Regions from separate parts of the Mus musculus genome. Here region 2 is linked to region 1. Evidence: chromatin contacts called from public HiChIP or PLAC-seq data. All regions are on one chromosome and are shown on one strand. The core of a region is the stretch at or near the end of the contact, and the rest is flanking DNA. Distances in the headings are between cores, read along the strand shown.

Region 1 (5,267 bases), core at 2,699-5,198:
AAGAGGGTGTTGGATCCCTCAGAACTGGAGTTATAGGCAGCTGTGAGCAGCCTGGTGTGCTAGAAACCAAACCTGGGTCTTCTATAAGAGCAGCAAGTGTTCTTAACCATTGAACCATCTCTCCAGCCTAAAAAAAGGACTTTTTTTCTGTTTTCTTTTTCTTTTTTTCTTTCTTTTTTTTTTTTTTTTGTGGCAAAAAGAGATAATGTTCTTGGGTCTATGGTATTGTCTGTATTTTATTCTTATTTATTTATTTATTTTTGGTTTTTGGTTTTTCAAGACAGGGTTTCTCTGTATAGCCCTGGTTGTCCTGGAACTCACTTTGTAGACCAGGCTGGCCTCGAACTCAGAAATCCGCCTGCCTCTGCCTCCCAAGTGCTGGGACTAAAGGCGTGCGCCACCACGCCCGGCTTGTATTTTATTCTTCCTCATCGTTTGGTTTAATTCATTTTCCCCATGAATCTACACACTTGTTGGAGGCAGACAGAATGACTGGTGTCTTAAACATGACTTACATGTCACAGAGGGGCAGAGAGTCAGGTATTGAATGCATGGCTTATTGAAGTAGAAACTTTTGGTTCTTTTTTTGGAAAGTTAGTTATGTTAAATGATGTTTTTTTGAAGTAGACATAGGTGCAAGGATATTTTATTAAAGAAGACATGTAAAAGAATGTTTTATTTGAAGTAGACATAGGTGAAAGGATGTTTTGTTGTAGCAGACACGTGAAAGGATGTGTGATATAAATATGACCCCACCGACAGACAGAGACATTTGTTTGTTTTGTTCCACCTAGTTATTCTCCGCTAACAACACATGTATTGGTTTGCCTTACATTGTGTTGCATTGCTGAGCTCCACTTGTGGTGACTCCTTAGAGATAAACTCCCCAAAGAACTTCTTATGAGGTTCCTGCAGCTTCTTGCTGCTTCTGTGGACCCCAGTTAGTTGGTAAGCCTTGTGGCTTCTTCTGGATTGAACTGCCCTCGCTGGTTCATGCGTGGTGACAGCTGGAAGAACTTGACTGTAGCTGTTGATTCGTATTGGTGTTTGCTACTGGACTGAACTGCTGATGTCCTGACAACCAAAATTGGACTCACCCCTGTTTCTAAACAGGTCTACTTCTAATAACTTTGGTCTTCCACTACCTCTGATGGGTAGGAAAGTTGAATCTCTATTAAAGTAGGTTCAGAAAAATTTATGCCTATAGCTTACTGTTCACATATAGAAAAGGGAAACAACTCACAACAAATGAATCTAACAATCCAACAATTCTAGCTCTAAGTGGTGCTACTGTGTCTGGAGGCAGAATTTACTTTCAGACAGTGGGTTGAGGTGGCATAAGGTGCGCTGCAGTTCTGATTGTCCAGTATACAGTAAGTCACCACATTCACACCCACTGATGGGGAAAGGACAGAGTGAGTCTCATGTAGCCTAGGCTGGCTCAAACTTACTATATAGTAAGCAGATGCTCCCTGAAAATGATGGAGGCTAACTGATCATGCTCTCAAATGTGCTTAGCCAGGGTACCAGACATGCAATGCTCACTAAGGTCAGAGTTAGGTCAGAGGCAGGAGATCCTGGTGGGGATTGTGGTCACTGGAAGGGTTCCCTTGTTACTAGAGTAGGCAGCTCCTGTACACTGAGATGTATTGAGGTATGCTGGCCCTTCTGAGATGTACCTTGTCCTTGCAGACTTTTTTTTTTTTCACTTTTGTTTTTTGTTTTTTGAGACAGAGTTTCTCTGTGTAGCCCTGGCTGTCCTGGAACTCACTCTATAGACCAGGCTGGCTTTGAACTCAGAGATCTACCTTCCTTTGCTTCCTGAGTGCTGGGATTAAAGGCGTGCACCACCACCACCACCCGGCTTCCTTGTAGACATTTTGACCCCTGCTCCTAGGGCATTGCTGGTTACACACGGGTACTCATTTTTGCCTTCAGCATGTCCTGATGTTAGGATGTTGAGCAGGATGCCATCTTGTGAACCTCTCCATTTATGTCTGTTCTAAGTGTTTGCTACCAACTAGACTGTCAATTCCCTCCTATGCCCTACAGTCTTCCATCCAGATTCAGAGCCTGTGTGGCACCCAAGACAACTTAAAATGTGTCTGTGGGTGTCTGTGTAGCCTCTCTTGCCTTTTTTTTTTTTAAAACAGAGTCTCATGTAGCCTAGGCTGGCTCAAAGTTACTATATAGTCAAGAACACCCTTAAACTGATCTGTCTGCCTCCACCTTGCAATGTTGGAACACCAGGCACACACCCCCTCACCCTGCTTCATCTGTGTTAACCCAGGTGTGCCGGGGCTCTCCAGCCTGTTTGTTCTTTACAGTTACGAGCAGTTCTCATCTCTCACTGGTTTCTTATAGGGCTACAAAAATGGAAAGGTACGTCTGAGGATGTGAGTGCAGAATTTTGAAAGCCAAATTGTAACTAAATTCCTAAGAAACTAGCCAGGATCCAAAACTGTTTTTTATAGCTGCTTCATTTAACCTGAGTGGTCTGAAATTTCTTACAGTAGATAGATTTGGGGGTGGGAGGACATCTCCCTTAATTCTTTTATTTTGTAGAACGAGAGAGGTTTAGATATAGATCATGAAAAGCAATAGGAATATTTACTTAGACAAGATGGTCATTCTACAATACACAAAAGGTCCCTTGTATAATAGAAAGAATATGTAAATTTAAAAGGGGGACGGGCAGGAGTGGCATGGTGGTGCATACCTTTAATCTGAGCCTGGGCTACATAGAGAATTTCAGGCCAGTCAGGGTTACACAGTAAGAGCCTGTCTTAAACAATAATACAGTAATTTTTAAAAAGAAAGGAACTACCTTTCCCTCCCTTTTTCTTCATCTCATATGTATATGTGGTATGTAGTGTGTGTGTTCACATGTGTGTGGGAGCATGTATATGCACATGCATGTGGAGGTCCAAAGTTGATGTTGTACATCTTCCTCAACCACTCTTTACCTTACTCTTTGAGGTAGAACCTTTCAATTAAACTAGAGCTTGCTGATATGGCTAGTCTCACTAGCAGCTTGCTCCAGGGAGCCCATCTCCAGTGTTAGAATTTGTGGAGGGCCGTCTGGTATTTACATGGGTCCTCTTGCATACATAGCAAATATTTTAACTGCTGAGCCAAATATTTTAACTGCTGGGCCATCTCTCTGGCTCACTCCCTGCATCCCCCTCCCCCAGTGGGCTTAGGAATCTAACCCAGTGTGTCAAGTAGGTTAGGCAACTGCTCTACCAATGAACCTTTGTTATTTATTAAATTTTTAAGGCAGGGTCTTGCTATGAAGCCCAGGCTGGCCTTGAACTCAGTGATGTCAGTCTCTCTTTAATCACAGCCACAGAGCTCTTCAGGAACATCCATTGTAATGTATGAGGGGGAGACAGCTGCAGGTCAGCTACAGGCTGCGGACTTAGTAACAACCCTGAGTGTGGTGCACACAAAGCCTCTTGCTCACAAATGCAACAGTCCTGCCAGGCTTTTTGGTGCCCGAGTTATGCTGGCTTCATGTAAGGAATCTGGAAGCTTCTCTTCTTCTCTGTGCTGAGGTGTTTTAAACAGTGCTGAGCCTGCATTTCCCTACAGATTCACTTGGGCTCGGTCACCAGCCCAAGCATCTCCCCTTGGAGACATGTTTTATTAAGATCCTGCCACTCATGTTGACAGATGTGCCCATCACCCCTAGCAAACTCCTCATGCTCTATTGTGGTCTGTCCCTACCCACTCCATCCCCAGCTCCCCCAAGCACCATCCTTCATTAGTTTGCATGGTTTAGCATTTCATGTAAATAGAATCAAATAGTATGCAGTTTCTTCTTCTGGCATTTTCCACACAGCATACAGGATTTGAATGGAACCATTGTCATATACATGGTTAGTCATTGACCAAAATGTCATATTAGGCAAGTGTCTAACCACTGTGGGGTTTACTCATGCTGTGTGCATTGAGCTCATTCATTTCTCTTGCTGACGTGATCCGTGGCATCTGCACTGTGCACGCCGCCATCTGTCTTGCTTTCACCAGCTGAGAGACACTTGAGTTCTTTGGGGTTCTGTGCTTTTGAAGATAAAGTCACTATAAACCTAATGTGTTGAAGTCTTTATGTCAGCTCTTTTTTTTTTCTCCCTGTGACAGGGTCTTATGTAGCCCAGGCTGGCCTTGTATTTGTCACCTAGCTAAGAATAATATTGAACCTCCAATTTCTGCCTCCAACATCTGATGTACTGGGATGGTGGCGGGCATGTACCACCACTCACCGTTAGACTTTTTTCTCTTGATAAACACTAAAGAAGCAGAAAAGTCAGACCACATGAGGGGGACATTTAATCTCTTAAGAAACTGCCATGCTTTCCAAAGTAGCCAATCCATCTTACAACCCACCAGTGCTCTACAAGCCATCCTGGGTTTGCTTTATTTCTTTGAATGGCTGTAGTTTGACAATGTTCTCAATCTCTTCTTATCCTGAGCTAGGTTGTCAGGCCAAAAGACTCTCAGACAAAGCTTAGACACCTATGTGCCCTTGCAAGGATAGGTGTGGAAAATACATATGGAAGGTTCAGGGTTCTCCGGACACAGAGCCCAGACCATGGCACAGCCAGTGGAGCCAATGAGTTTAGCAGAGAAACATGTCCCAAGTTTCTAGTGAATCTTACCCTGATACAGGCTAGGGACATGGCTGGGGATTCACCGCCAAGCATTTCAGATGAAGAAAGCAGGGCCTCCCTTGGCTGACTTGGCCAGGATTATACATCAACCAAAGACAGCATACCTGGGCCCTTGGCTGCTGCCCAGGGTTCTTTCCACTGTGCTAGGTGATCACAAGGAACTCATAGTAGGTTGGGTGGTGGCACCTCAGGAAAGATGCGTGCCACCAATCATTCATTTATTTTTTTATCAGACTCCATAATGAGGTTGTCCCACTATGGGGAAGGAGCAGGCACCTGGGTCTAGTTCCACTTTGCGTGACTTTGGCCTCTGTCTGCTCAGTTACTTGAGAGATATTTGGAAAGAGAATGTGAACAGTACATCAGACATTATCCTAACTAAGGGGGAAACCAAAATGAGAACAACAGTGCCCACCATCATGGATTTTTTTCTTTTGATGTTCTCATAGTGCTAGGGATTAAGTCCGAGGCCTTGTGTGTGCCAGGCAAGCAGTTGACCACCAAAATTCACCCCCAGGTCCCTCAAGAGATTTCACATCCTCACTCACGCTATGGGGGAAACTGTTCATCTATACACCTAGCCTTCCCTCTTTA
Region 2 (5,758 bases), core at 2,882-5,381, 170 kb after region 1:
TCAGGCCTTGCTTCCTTCTCCTTGGGGTGGTTTTAGGGAAGTTATTGAGCCTCAATTTCTTCATCTAGAAAGCAATATTCTCACTCTATGGAGTTACTGTGAAGACAGAATGATAGCAAATCTATCCATTCATGTGTCCATCCATTCATTCTTCTATATTTCTATCCACCTACCATTCATCCATCCACCCATCCATCCATCCATCCATCTCTCTATTCATCCACCCATCTTTCCATATTTCTATCCATTCAAGTTTCTATTCATCCATATTTCTATCCATCTACCATCCATCTGTCCATCTATATTTCCATCCATCTTTCCATCTATCCATCCATCCATCTGTCTATCCATCCATTCTTCCTCCATCTTTCTCTTCATCTACCCATCTTTCCATATTCCTATCCATCCAAGGTTTCATTCATTCATTCATTCATTCATTCATATTTCTACCCATCTATTTATATATTGGCCCATCTATTTTTTCATCTATCTCTCCATGCATGTTTCCATCCAACCATCCAACTGCACAGTCAGTGTCCTGACCCCACTTCTTCCATTCATCCTGTGACTCCTCCAGCTGCCATTTCTCTAACCATTCAGCCACTTGTCCCTTTATCCAGTTGCTCCTTCATCCTGCGACTCTCTCCTGCTTACTGTTGAGATGGCCCCTTTGTCCCACAGACTGGGCACATCAGTGCCTCCCCAGTTGAAAGTGCCTCCTTTGTGACATGTGTCTATTTGCTTGTCCCACCCACAGGCATTGGCTACGCATCCATCGTCATTGTGTCCCTCCTGAACGTGTACTACATCGTCATCCTGGCCTGGGCCACATACTACCTATTCCACTCTTTCCAGAAGGATCTTCCCTGGGCCCACTGCAACCATAGCTGGAACACACCACAGTGCATGGAGGACACCCTGCGTAGGAACGAGAGTCACTGGGTCTCCCTTAGCACTGCCAACTTCACCTCACCCGTCATCGAGTTCTGGGAGTAAGGCTACATCTTGGGAGGGAGGAGTGGTGTGGGCAGGTCAAGAGGGGACAGTATCTTCCTCTGTGATTGTGGCATACCCTGTTTCTGGAGGGAAGGAGGACACACAGCTGTAGAACAAACACTCTGTGCCTTTGTCTTGTACGAGCTAGAGTTGAATCCTAGTTTACCGCCAAACGGCTATTTGATTTTTGTAGGGAAGTCCCCCTACTTTACCTTTGAGCCTCAGTTTCTTTAACTGTCAGATGAGGAAAATGTATCATTCTTCCATGGGATTCCTGTTGAGAGATGTACAGGTATTTGAAAATTATAGTTTTCTTAATGTATTTTGGGAAAAACATTCTTTATCACACAGAGAAAAATGCATTTATGTATTATGCAAATGAAAAGGTGAGTTGATAGCAAAAAATATATATCAGTTAGCTCTTAGTGTGTAACAATCATCTCCAAACATGGTGGTTTTAACCAAGTACTATTTGTTGAGCTCATGACTAGTTGCTGGAAGTTTGAGCTGTGCTCAGTTTGGTTGGTCTGATCTTGATGTGTCTTGTGGATAGTTCTTTTGTGGCCTCAAAAGGGAGTGAGTGTTAGGAGTGAGTGGCTTGTGTGACCTCATCCCTTAGTCTTCCCCCTTTGGCTTGTTACAGGCCACTCATGAGCAATAGATGGGCAAGTCCCAGCATGCAGATAATCTCCTTGTGTTAATGGCATTGGGGTAACTCATGAACTTGCATTTCAGGGCATCCTCACAGCTCATGGAAGTTGATTAGAAACCCCTGAGTATATCACTCTCCCTGTAAGCATGTGCTCCTAACTCAGGGTGCTCAGTCAGGGGTGGCCTCTCGCCTCTGAAATGACTGGGATGAGGCCTCATGGATAGCCAGGAGCCAGGGGAGAGGAAGGTCTGTCCCAGGCTACCACAAGATGAGAATCCCTCTCCTTGGCTTCAAGGAAGCAAACCTAGGGACCATCAGGAGCTGTGTTGTGATTCCTACAGGGATGAGTCAGCTGTTTTCATCTGCAGGAGGCTTCGTTTGGGTGGCCTCTGCCATGCCTGGGCCTTTTGTACTACATTCCCAGGCAGGGCCCTGGGCTTTGGGGACTTTGGGTCTCCTGGTGTATATATTTTCCACTAGCAAACAAAGGGAGTGTTAAAAGCATGGTCCCCAACCCTGTTCCCCACCCTTCAGATAGTTGAGTTTTTGAACAAAGGAATGTTGGCATTTCATTCTTTTCCCTTGAAGGGGCCCAAGGCCACAAGCCTTGGCCTTTCTGTACTGTTCTTGGCATGGCTTGGACACCGGGGCTGCCCCTCCCAGGCCTCTGGCACCTGGCCAGCTTCTGAGGTGTCTGCTGAACCTCATTACCTTCTGACTTTGAACTTGTGTTCTATCACTTCTGTCTTGGGCAGATGTGGTCTCTTCTCTGGGCCTCAGTGTCCTTTACTTGGGATGGTCACAGTATGTCCTAGGGATCATCCTGCAGCCCTACATGGCCACCCTGAAAAGCTGCTCCTTCACCTCAGGGTATTGTGCATGTCATGTCATCATTGTGATTAAACATCCTTTCTGGGGCATTTAGAATCTGTATGTAACCCCTCAAATCCCCACAGGCTCTGGTGACAAGGGAGTCACATTCTTTTCACCTTTGCCTGGTACCTGCTATTATGACATGAAGGTCTTGGAAGACTTAAGCTCAGCGCTCTGCTCAGACATCCCCAGCCCGAGTCCACTCTAGCACCCCTGTGTTGTAGAAGCCCCATGGCTTTCGTTCCTCATCAGGAAAACAGAGACAAAACCATTTCAGGAAAACCCCTGGTTCTCCAGGCTCTTGTGCAGGCTCCTCTGTGGTGCCCGTGGGTATGCTTTGCTTTCATGAGGGCTGACTTCTGCCCACACTGGGCCTGCACAGGCTCTGGACCTGACTTTGAATTCTAGAAGAACCTCTAAGCATTCCTTAGCATGAGCCTGGGATCCAGCGAGCAGAGCTACTGAGCAAGCTGAGGTGAAGACCTGGCCAGCTTCTTGCTGATCCTGTGTGCAGACGCGGTCAGTGGGCAGAAGCATCAGCAAATCTGTGGGGCTTCCTGCTCCCAAGAACCTACCCTTGTGTTGGGTTTGAAACAGTGGAAAAGAAGGCAAAAGGGTGAGAGCAATGAACTATTTTGATGCAGAGGCTCCTGCTTCCTTTTCTTTTCCTTCTCCTCTTCTTCATTTGATTTATTTTAGGAGGGCTGGGGTAAGCACATCAGGACATGCGTGCCGGTCAAAGGACAAGGACTATCGACTCAGTTCTCTTCTCACACTTTTTACACGAGTCTCAGGGACTGAACTCGGGTTGTTAGATTTAAAGGCAAGTGCTTTTTCCCAGTCAGCCCTCTAGCTAGCATCTGAGATTTCTTAAGTAGGTGAAAGAGCAAGGCATTGTGGGAAACTCTCACATTTCATATGCAGTTCACTGGCCCTCCATCATGCATGGCAGGATCCAGCCACTCTCCCTGTGCACACCGCACCCCTTGATGAACCCTATATTGCAGGTAAAGGACACTCGTTGGCTTCTTGCTTGCTCTCTGCCTTGTCCTTGAAACTCTCTCGCATCCCTGCTAAAGAGCCTCACCTGTCTTCCCCACGTTGTGATCTTGCCCTGCCAGGGAGGAGTAGGTGAGGGCAGTGCTGCTCACTGAGCCTGGCCCAGGTTCCGGCAGCTTTCCCTTGTGTCTTTTGCAGATCTTAAGGTCTGGCAGCCAAAGAGGGGTAACAGGCTTGGTGGGAGCAGAGTGCCCCCTCCCCCAGTTTCTAATCACTGGATGACTGTCAGCCACCCTGCCGCCCCTCCCATCTGCTGGTTACCAAGGAGGCAGGAAGACCTCAGAGGGGAACTCCCCTCCCCAGTGTGGCTTAAGTGTGGCTCCCACACGTCCCAGCCCTCTGATGTCAGGGCAGTTGGAATGCCAAGCCTCAGTCTCCTCCTGCTCTGTGAGCCAGAGTTAGCTCAGCCCCAACACTCACATCTGCTCTCTGGCATTCAGGAACCTGGATGAGTTTTGGTTTTAGGGTTCTGGGGAGCCAGCATGGACACAGGTCCACTCTTAGTGAACCTTTGGTCTGTGTTCCACCCCTCATCCCACACCGTGATACAGGGCAGGCCCTGGAGCTGAGTCCATGGTCACAGGTCACATGGTGCACTGCTGCCTATGTGCATGCACGTCTGTGTTTCCTCAGTCTCTGGTCAGGCATGGACTCCTGTATCAGGGGTCTGTATCATAGACTGACCCTGCCATACTTACCTGCCTGTAAAGCCAGGAACAGCCTCAGCTCAGATTCCCACGAGAAGTCAGGAGGCTCCAGAGACTGACATTTTATGCTGACATTAGGGTACGTTTAGTGGCTACATGGTGGGGTCACAGAGCTTCTGCCCCTGTGGCCCCATCCCACACTGGTCCTCACCCTCTGAGGTCACCTCTGTCTCTAAAACTCCTGCTTCCCTCACAGGCCTTAGAGGACAGGCGGGGCCAGGTCTGGCCAAAAGCCCTTCAGCAGGCTGGAGCCAGGCCTTCCTCAGAGGCTCCTGCAGAGCCCCCTGGGAGCCCAGCATGGATCATTAGATTCTATTAGAATCAAAGAAATGAGTCATATTTGCAAACAAACCCTGCTCAGCCAATCTTCCTCCATAGCTGTCGGAAGGAGGAGGTGGTGCGGGAAGGGCCGTGTGGGGGCCCCATGCTCAGGCGGACGGACGGCCCTTTTATAATTGTTCCCTCTGCCAGTCTCCAGGGGACTGCTGCAGCCAATAAACGGCTGGCCTGCTGTCAAAAGGAAACGATTTGGCCCACTCCGAGGGCGAATTTACATCTCCAAGTGCTGACTGGACGGCAGCAGGGCAGCCGGCTGCAAACACATGTCCAGCCCAGCCACTCCTTTTTAGTTCCCGTCCTGGCAAGATGTAGCCCTTTTTTTCTTGGAAAAGATCTGCAGCTTACCTCTGGAAGATAGTGAGGAGCCCAAGCCTGCAAGTCCTGGCTTGAGGCACACTGGGGACATCAGAAAGAAAGGAGCCAGCTCCAGGCTTGATGACTGACTGCCTAGGGTCAATGAGAGGCTGAGCCTCAGTTTTCCCCAGCTACCAAATGGCTCTAATGAATTCCCTCACCTAATGTCAGGTGAGCTCCTTCATGTGCCAGGTGCTGTGGTTGGGACAGATGCAGGTCCTGTGTACACAGAGCTAGCTTGGTAGTAGACAGACATGTTAACCATTCAGAAAGTACAATCCTAATGGAAAAGCTCTCACTGCAGAACTAGTGCTAGGGAAGGGGACTGCTGGGGTGCTCTTGATGGAGGGTGTCCTGGGGAGCGGTGCCTCAGTGAGAGCCCTGGAAAGAGGCTGTCTGTGAATGGTGGAATTGTGCAGCTGAGGAAGCCACTAGTTCCACAGTTCAGGGACCACACACAACCCCCTGAGGAAGACGTCAGGGGGCAGATGAGGGAGAGAGGCAGACAGCTGTACACCCACGTTGTCTGGCTTCCTGTGTTTGCTGTCCGAGTCTTCTTGTTAAGTACTTTCCACATTCTTTCAAGCATATAGCTTTGAGTGGAAGGTAACAGGGACTGGTTAGGATGGAGGTGGGAAGAGGTGGAGCCAAGGGGCATGTGAGCTGGCACTGCAGATTCTGTGGGGTCCCTCTGACAAGCGTGGAGGACGATATAGCAGGGAGGCTGGGAAGGAGTTACTGTAGTGGGTTGGGGATGTGGTAGGGCCTGAGCAGGGCA

What was found. HiChIP or PLAC-seq counts read pairs in DNA pulled down with a chosen protein or histone mark.
Region 2: a contact with region 1 is called in an HNF4G HiChIP or PLAC-seq map of pancreatic cancer cells. The contact joins two enhancer-like sites. A contact is called at or near these places in 2 of 15 datasets of contacts at CTCF or cohesin (the NIH/3T3 cell line and large pre-B cells), 8 of 484 Hi-C or Micro-C datasets (2-cell embryo, the CH12 cell line, the G1E-ER4 cell line and 5 more), 6 of 115 datasets of contacts at active chromatin or transcription factors (T-cell acute lymphoblastic leukemia, cardiomyocytes, embryonic basal ganglia and 3 more) and 3 of 9 other capture datasets (adipose tissue, liver and pancreatic islet).

The regions. Positions count from the first base shown.
Region 1 is chr6:91,555,608-91,560,874 of GRCm38.p6, forward strand. No RefSeq gene overlaps it. Among named protein-coding and RNA genes, the nearest start is that of Lsm3, 42 kb to the left of the region's middle. Within about 2 kb of position 3,949, at least 27 of the 459 cell types and tissues checked have an H3K27ac peak or open chromatin away from gene starts, as enhancers often do. A contact at or near this core is called in pancreatic cancer cells, where this site is marked.
Region 2 is chr6:91,725,255-91,731,012 of GRCm38.p6, forward strand. It overlaps Slc6a6 (solute carrier family 6 (neurotransmitter transporter, taurine), member 6), which reads left to right. Exons shown (of 15, transcript NM_009320.4): 5 at 758-992. Among named protein-coding and RNA genes, the nearest start is that of Gm44981, 6.3 kb to the left of the region's middle. Within about 2 kb of position 4,132, at least 157 of the 459 cell types and tissues checked have an H3K27ac peak or open chromatin away from gene starts, as enhancers often do. A contact at or near this core is called in pancreatic cancer cells, where this site is marked.